Linked DNA regions of Sus scrofa: regions 2 and 3 are each linked to region 1. Evidence: chromatin contacts called from public Hi-C and HiChIP or PLAC-seq data. All regions are on one chromosome and are shown on one strand. The core of a region is the stretch at or near the end of the contact, and the rest is flanking DNA. Distances in the headings are between cores, read along the strand shown.

Evidence for each region. A called contact is a pair of places that touch in the nucleus more often than the background predicts. HiChIP or PLAC-seq counts read pairs in DNA pulled down with a chosen protein or histone mark.
Region 2: a contact with region 1 is called in a Hi-C map of retroperitoneal adipose tissue, with 2.9 times the contacts expected there. The contact joins two enhancer-like sites. A contact is called at or near these places in 1 of 5 promoter capture datasets (liver), 22 of 47 Hi-C or Micro-C datasets (adipocytes, alveolar macrophages, blood and 14 more) and 2 of 2 datasets of contacts at active chromatin or transcription factors (alveolar macrophages and skeletal muscle).
Region 3: a contact with region 1 is called in an H3K27ac HiChIP or PLAC-seq map of alveolar macrophages. The contact joins two enhancer-like sites. A contact is called at or near these places in 4 of 47 Hi-C or Micro-C datasets (alveolar macrophages, embryonic fibroblasts, fibroblasts and 1 more) and 2 of 2 datasets of contacts at active chromatin or transcription factors (alveolar macrophages and skeletal muscle).

What each region holds. Positions count from the first base shown.
Region 1 is chr1:181,652,694-181,655,391 of Sscrofa11.1, reverse strand. No RefSeq gene overlaps it. Among named protein-coding and RNA genes, the nearest start is that of C1H14orf166, 27 kb to the left of the region's middle. Within about 2 kb of position 1,376, at least 24 of the 83 cell types and tissues checked have an H3K27ac peak or open chromatin away from gene starts, as enhancers often do. A contact at or near this core is called in alveolar macrophages and retroperitoneal adipose tissue, where this site is marked.
Region 2 is chr1:181,428,827-181,431,524 of Sscrofa11.1, reverse strand. All of the region lies in intron 1 of LOC106509105 (a long non-coding RNA gene), which reads left to right. Among named protein-coding and RNA genes, the nearest start is that of GNG2, 55 kb to the left of the region's middle. Within about 2 kb of position 1,319, at least 4 of the 83 cell types and tissues checked have an H3K27ac peak or open chromatin away from gene starts, as enhancers often do. A contact at or near this core is called in retroperitoneal adipose tissue, where this site is marked.
Region 3 is chr1:181,501,878-181,504,575 of Sscrofa11.1, reverse strand. The region is part of intron 2 of GNG2 (guanine nucleotide-binding protein G(I)/G(S)/G(O) subunit gamma-2); the gene reads right to left. Among named protein-coding and RNA genes, the nearest start is that of GNG2, 18 kb to the right of the region's middle. Within about 2 kb of position 1,320, at least 37 of the 83 cell types and tissues checked have an H3K27ac peak or open chromatin away from gene starts, as enhancers often do. A contact at or near this core is called in alveolar macrophages, where this site is marked.

The sequences.
Region 1 (2,698 bases), core at 127-2,626:
CAGCTCAAGGCAATGGAAGATCCTTAACCCACTGAGCAAGGCCTGGGGTCGAACCCACATCCTCATGAATACTAGAGGGCTTCATTTCCGCTGGGCCACACTGGGAGCTCCTACACTTTAATTTTTTAAAAAAGCCACATATAGACACAGGGCAGGGCAATTAAAGATAGTGTTCTCAGGAGAGAGTGGAATGGACAGCCTCTCCAGGGGCCAAAATTAAGGTGAGGCAGTCAGCAGTGTTTCATATGGCCCCGCCCCCAAATCTCACTTCCAGGTTGGAAAGTGGTAGGGTCTTCCAGACTATGGAGCTGCTGGCTAGGGAGCATGAAGTCGTGGGGCCATGGAGCTGGACTGTTTGGAGAGGAGAGCCTCCGAGCTCCCTCTGTCTCGGTCCATCGCTCTGTGCAGAGCTGACTGCTGACACTTGTGGCAGGGAGCCTCATTCTCAGACCAGCTTTCATAGCTATGCCTCCGCCTCGTCCCATTTCTCTGCAGGCATTTGCCCTGTGCTCGCTTTGTCACCGATCAGATCATTGCTGAGTACTTTCTGTGTCCCTAAGCGCTGCGCTAGGCACCGCGGAGGATTAGAGAGATGCCTGTGCAGTCGGGGCTCGCTGCTCCCTAGAATATGGCAGTACACCCTAAGAGACAAGATTCTTATCTAATCAGCCATTAACTCCAACACCGCCTCCTGCGGAGGCTGGCAATCCACCTCCACCCTCCTGCCCTCAGTTTCCTGTGTCCTGGAACTTCTCGTTGTGACTGATAATTACTGTTTACTTGTCTGCTTCCTCCACAAAACCACAAGGTCCTCAAAGGCAGGGCCTGTGCTGTCTACCCTAGTGCAGTGCCTCTAACTCAGTCAGATACTAAATTGTTTGGTGCCTATGACAAGGCAATAGGGCTTGAGCGAGGAAAGAGACAAGTATTTCCTGAAGTCATTCACAGACAACATGGAATTCAGACTAGGCTTGAAAATGAGCGAGATCTGTTTACTTGAGGCATTGAGTAATGGCATTCCTGAGGGGCAACATCATAAGCAAAGGCATGGAGGTAGGATGGAAGATGTTATATTTACAGGAGACAGGATGAACCAGAGGAGAGTTTAGCAAACAGAATAAGAAGAGTTGAGTGGACTTGACTTCCCAGGGCCTGGCCAGCCAGGGTTGATGAACGCTTCCTGAGCCAGATTACTCTGTGTGGCTGCATTGTGGTGAGGCCTGAGTTACATCCTTGAGTCTGGCAAGATGTAGTTGCCACCAGTTATTTTTGCTTTTAACCTTCAATTTCTGATCGTCCAGTACAAGAACTTCACTTTCCTTGGAACCCCTGTTCTGTCCATGTGGCACAGTGACCCCCATGCCCAGGTTCAGGGGTGGGTGGGCACGTGAACCAGATCTGGCCAATAAGAGTCCTAGAAAGTGTTTCAGGGATACAGCCAGGGACTTTTTCTGGAGCTGCTGTTATGTTTCTTCTGTGATTGCTAAACTGGTGTGATGTGAAGCCTGGAGCTGAAGACACTATCCTGATGCTACAGGAGAAGAGTCTATCTGGGAATTAAAATAGCACAGAGGAAAGCAGAGCCAAGGGAGTGAGAGAGACAAAGGATGACATCATCTGAGCACCTGGATCCAGCTGAGCCTGAAGTGGGTCCTATTTCTGAGCCCTTGGATTATTAGCCACCTTCAGCTAGATTCCTACCACTTGCAACCAGAGGAGTACTCAGGGGTGAGTGGAATAGCTTAGAGTGGGAGGAGATGAGATACAGAGTGGCCACACCAGCAGGTGGACATGAGGGTCTGAACCAGGGATCCTGGGGCTTGAGAGGAAAGGTGACGAGTTAAGAGGTGAGAAGAAACGATCTAGATTCTCCCTCTTTTCAAAAATTGTGGAATCAATGTCTAATGAGTCTTTATCACTCTTCCTTCACAATGCCCTTTACCTACTCTCTTACCTACATTTGGCTTAGACAAGTCTATGAACCAAGTGAATCAGGTACACCTGTCCCCATTCTATAGCATGGAGAGGTTAAAGGACTTGGACAAGGTCATACGGAACTCTGGGGTCTCATTCCTCCTCTCTGTATCTCACTGGGCTCTTGCTCACACAGAGTGAGAACAGAGATCACCAAGCACCTTCTTTCTGTCACCTTGGGGCAGAGGTGTATCTGGCTCCCAGGTTTCTTCATTATGGACATGGAGAAACAGTAGGCGTTCTTACTGAGGAAAGGCCTGGGAGCCCATGACCCCCTTCATTAAAAATAAATTCTGCCTGAGTCTCCTGGTTCTAAATAGAAGAAAATGTAGATTTGGGGCAGAACCAAAGGGAAAGGGATTTCCCTTGGCAAATTATTTGCAATTTGTGGATTGGAGCTGACCCAGCTCCAATTCCCACGTCATTGTGAGCGCTGTTGAAAATGTGAGCAGCTTATTAAAGAACCAGAGCTGGAGGCAATCCTCCCGCGGGGGCCCAACAGAACAGGAGCAGAGTTAAAACCCACCAGTTTCCTCCTCCTAGTGTCTCCTGTCCAGGAGCCGCCAAGATTCTTAGCCACGGGTTACATGTTCACTCCAGGGCAGCCACTTCCTGCAGCTGTGGGAATAAGAGTCAGCATGTTTACAATTAGTTTGTGCCTTGCGTGAGGCATGATGAAAAGCCAGCTGTCTAAGTACTTACATGAGTGGTCCTCAGACAGTAG
Region 2 (2,698 bases), core at 70-2,569, 220 kb after region 1:
AGTTGAGGCTGTGGAGATGGTGAGGGCAGATTACCTTCAGGATGGCACTGGGTGAGATGAGGAAAAGAGAGATGGGATGGTGGCCTGTAGCTGGGGATCCAGCAGGGCTCAACTGGATGTAGGGTCAAGGATGCTTTGGGACCTTGTTTGCTAAGTACATGTACTTTTCAAAAAACACTTAATTTTACAGATTTAAAGTAAGTTGCAAAAGCAGTACAGAGAGGTCTCATGTATTCACCATCCAGCTTCCCCCAAGAGTAGCATCATATATTGCTAGAGTATGTATTTTCAAACCAGGAAATCGTCATCCATACAACCTACAGATATTATTCAAGTTTTAGCAGTTTTTACATGCACGCATATGTATATGTGTATGAATAGTTCTATACAACTTTATCGTCTGCATAAATTTGTGTAACCACCACCACAATCACACACACAACTGTTCCCTCACCACAAAGAGCTCCTGCATATGGCCCCAACCGCTGGTGACCACGCATTTGTTCACCATCTCTGTAATTTTGCGATTTGGAAAGTATTACATAAATGGTCCTATATACCATATGTACTATATAACATTTCAAGATAGGGTTTTTTTTTTTTTTTCACTCAGCTCTCTTCACAACATCAACATGGTTGCAAGTATCAAGAGCTTGTTTCTTTTTACTACTGAGTAGTATTCCATTATACAGATATACCACCATTAGTTTGGCCATTCACCCCCTCAAAGACATGTGGGTTGTTTCTAGTTTGGAGCTGTTAGAAATAAAGCTGTGACGAAGATCATGTAGACGTTTTTGTGGCCTAAGTTTCCATTTCTCTGGCATCCATGCTTAGGAATGCAATTGCTGTATGATCTGGTACGTGTATATTTAATTCGTTTTATGAGAAAGTACCAAACTACTTTCCCCAAGACTGCACGATTTGGCATTCCCAACAGCAATTTAGGAGAGATTCAATTTTCACCAGCATTTGGTATTGTCACTATGTTTTATTTTAGCTGTTCTAATAGGTATGTGATATAGGAAGCTTTGGATATGTTTTGTCTGTGGGTTTGTTTGGTGAAGGAGAGCCTTCAGCACATTCACGGGCTGAGGGGAAGGAACGCGCAGAAGGGATGAACTGAGGGTGCAGGAAGAGGAGGAGAATGGACAGGTCCTAACAACGGGAAGGGAGGGGTGAAGTGACGATTGAGCTTTGACAGCCATGGGCCTTATCCTCAGAGACAGGAGGAAAGGATGTGAGAGCACAGAACAAGATTAGAGGGGGAGGCCCTGGAGGATGTTGTCGCCTAGTGGGTGACAGTGAGCTCTGGAGTCAGGCTCATGCTGGGTCGGCTCCCCCACTTCCCAGCTATTTGATCTTGGATACAATATCTGTTCTCCCTAAGGGGTCAGTTTCCTCATTTATACAAAGGGGAAAGTAGTAAATAATGTTAGGATTATGGTGAGAATGAAGTAAACTTCTATGGGTTTGGCAAACAAGAGAGATGATGATAATCACACAGCAAATCAAAGAGCTAAACATGCCACATAAATTCAGAGTCCAGGAGTTCCTGTTGTGGCTCAGCAGGAATGAACCCAACTAGTATCCATGAGGATGTGGGTTTGATCCCTGGCCTTGCTCAGTGGTTAAGGATCTGGCATTGCTGTGGCTGTGGTGTAGGTCAGTGACTGCAGCTCCCATTTGACCCCTAGCCTGGGAACTTCCATATGCTGTGGGTGGGGCTCTAAAATGCCAAAAAAAAAAAAAAAAAAAAAAAAAAAAAATCAGAGTCCAAATAGTGTGATAGTTGTTGGCTCCTATGACTTTCCACAGCCTCCCGAAAGACTAAGAACTTGAAGGGAGGAGTCAGAGGCCTTATTTTTATTTATTTTGACTTCCTAGCATTCAGCTCAAAGCCTTCCTTACAGAGAGCTCTCAGACAAGTGTGCAAACACCTGAAGAGTCAACCCTGAACCAACTCAGGTCCTGCCTCTCAGGCAGAGCTTCCCTTCCACTGACTCTGGGTTGAACTTTCCCCTCTCTGAATTTGCTACCTTCTTTACAATAACTCAGCTTTTTTTTTTTTTTTTTTTTTTTGCAGTCACTGATTTGAGCTCTGTATTTCAGTTCTGGAAATGCAAACACACACTCTTATTCATCATTCAAGTCTGATAATCTCTTTCTGTTGTTACAAATGCCTAAGAATTAAAAAGGAGAGGGAGAGGGTGGTATATTACTGGAGAGACTTCTTTAAATTACCTGTTTTCATGACCACCTGCATCCTGGGAGAGGCTGAGCTTCAGCAAGTTGACAGGTTCCATGTCCTGGTGCTAAATGAGCCTCCCTTTACCAGGTGGGCAGAGGGAGGACTGCTGCCACGGTGAGGCCGGCTCACGGGCTCACTCACTCCTCTGTGGGTTCAGGTGCGCCAGCCGGGTGAGAGGCAGAGTGGACCTGGGCTGATGAGGAAAAGGCAGCGGCATTAGGGAGACTGTGGGTACACCTGTGACCTGTTTTTAGTTTGCGAATTCTGGCCACATCTCCAGCCTTAAAAAAACAAAACAAAAAACAAAACTCCTTGTCCTGCTCTCTTCCCTCAGATGAGATGCAGAAATGTAGCTAAAATGCAACCTAGAGATGTTTGGGGAGGGGCATTGACAGGATGAGTCAACAATGGAGGTCAAACAAGGAATTTGGAAAATCCATAACATAC
Region 3 (2,698 bases), core at 71-2,570, 150 kb after region 1:
TTAGGATGGAGCATAACAATGTGAGAAAAAAAATGTATACATGTATGTGTAACTGGGTCACCATGTTGCACAGTCAGAAAAAAATGTATTGGGGAAATCACAATAAAAAAATAAAAAAAAAAGAAGTGTCATGGTGTCGGTGCATGATGGCTACTTATGTGCATAGCTAATTTTATTATAATTTTATTCTAATGAGGGTTAATGAGCAACGGGTTACATTTGGAAGCCGGATATTGATGCTCTTTTCCACCTTTGTTTGCCTCCAGGGTACTTATCACCCCCAAATATGTGGTTTCCTGTCAGTCTGGAGGTTCCTGCTTTTCTTTGTCTGCCCGTGGACCCCGCTGTTTGCATGATGCGTGGTTTCCTGCCATCTGGCCTCATGCCCCCACTTCTCTGCTCATACCTAACTATCTGCCTGCTGTAACATTTTGAGCCATGGATGGGTGGGGAGTGGTCTGAACAGAGGCATGGCATGATCTAACTTGCATTGTGACACCAAGACATAGCAAGACACAATGGAAACTGGGAGACCAGTCAGGAGGCTCTTTTAGAATTTAGAAAATGAGGAGGCATGGGTATGATAGGTAATAAAAATGGTGAACAGAGACCGAATTCAGAATATGTTTTGAAACCAGACCTGTAAGAATTCTCTGCTAAATTGAATGTGGGAGAAGTTAAGAGTAAGGAAGACCCTAAAGTGAATGATGTAGGCTGGTGCCACATACTGAGAAAAACACAACGAGAGTGTGTTTGTGTACCTGTGTGTGTTGGAGGGGGCGGGGAGGGAGCAATTTGAAGGAAGGAGGGATAGAAATCAGGGTTTGTGCATTTCATCTCCAAAAGAGGAAAAGAGTAACATTCTGCTGTTAAAAAGAAAAAATGAAGATGAGAAGCTTTTTTCTTCACTTTACAGAGAAAATGGTCTACATTCACAGAGCAACATTTCTATCTCCTGGCTTATTAGGATATTGCCATTAGAAGACTTCTAAAAATCACATAGTGCCTTCTCCACTTTAGTTATAAATATTGGCTCTAGGTGAATTCTGGCTTCCCAAAGATCAGACTAAAAAATCCAGGAGCCAAGTCTGTTTCTGGAGTCCAGGGCCCTTATTGTCTGTTATATCAGATGATAGCAATGTATCACCTGCCTATCAATTAAGGATTCTAAATAGCATGCTTGTAAAAGATACTCTTATTGGTTAACCTCGCATGACATTTTTTAAAAATTTGAAATATGACAACCCTCAGCTCCAGAAGCAGATGTGGCAGGAAACAACTTAACACTTCCGTTTTTCTTGGGACTGCACCCTCTGCCCCACTTCCGCAGTTTGGGGTTCTTACCATAACAACAGAGCTGTGTTTCCCCAGACACTCACTCTCCTGCACAACATTGGCTACCTGCTTTTTCTTTGCAGACCTGGAGCTTTTAGAGAGAACTGGGCAATTCAGCATGCAGCTGGTGCTCAGAGACCTCCCTCCACAGACTAGCTAGGGGACCTGAGCTCTGAGGAGAGAAGGCAACGCCCCTGGCCTCCTTGTGATATTTGCCTTGCTCACCCACACCCTCCTCTACAGGATGTTTTGTGATGCCAGCGTGCAGCTGTCTTGATGCCTGTTGTTGTTGTGTTCATAAGGACCTCTGTCTAAAAATTCTGTAGGCTTCCAGGAAGGGACTCAGCCGACTGGGATAAAATGGACTTCGCCTCCCTGCACCCCCCTCTGGTTACCATGGCAACCATGAATGACTGATTTCCTGGTTGCCATGTAAATGCAGTGGGATCCCAGCCACTGCACCACACAAAGACGTCAGTAAGAATAGTGAGAAAACAGAAATTATACCTAAAAAGACAAAAGATTTCATCTCAAGCTTTTTCCTCACACAAACTGGAGGAAAGGAACCAATTGTAATGAGAAATGGTGCTTTTCCTGAGGTAGGAGTGTGTCTCAGCCTCACTGGAAGGAAGACTGGGAAAAAAAAGGGGAAATCCCTCATTTGTCGTCCCAGGAGTTGGCATGGTGACAGGAAGACAGATGCCATTCTCAGGTGGCTAGAACCCTTCAGTAATCAGCCTGAATCCCACTGAGAGGAAATCTGAAATATTTAACTGGGGTAGAAGAATTACATTAGATAAAAAAACAAAACAAAAAAAAAACAAAAAACAAAAAATCAGGTTTCATGGACTTTTTTAGAGTTATTCTTATTTGTATAGCTTTGTAACTTGAAAATTAAAATTCCAAATGCTCTAATTTATAATATTTCTGGAATTATTCTTATCTCTATCAAATAACCTTGGAGAAATAACAAAATGCAGTTTTTTTCCTATGATTGGTTATTGGTAACCACCTGATAAAAACACACTCCAAGAATTGATTAATCCAAATTTCTACATTTTTCATAGCTTGTTCATGTGTTTAGTCATATCTATAAATATCTATAAAGAGCACTAGCATACAAAAAACATGTAAAATATATTTTATTTTACTCTCTATGTCTACAAAGATTCAAATTGTTGATAACTCACCTCCTTGACTTTTCATCCTATCTTAGAATCAATGGTTTAAAATTGATCTGTTGTTCTCTAAAATTTTATTTTCTGCTTTTGACAAATGCTTCAAATAAAGGTTTTAAAAACCGAATCAGGAAGAATCTTCATGGGTTTCCTGAAACACTCACAGAGAACTACTGGTACTTTGC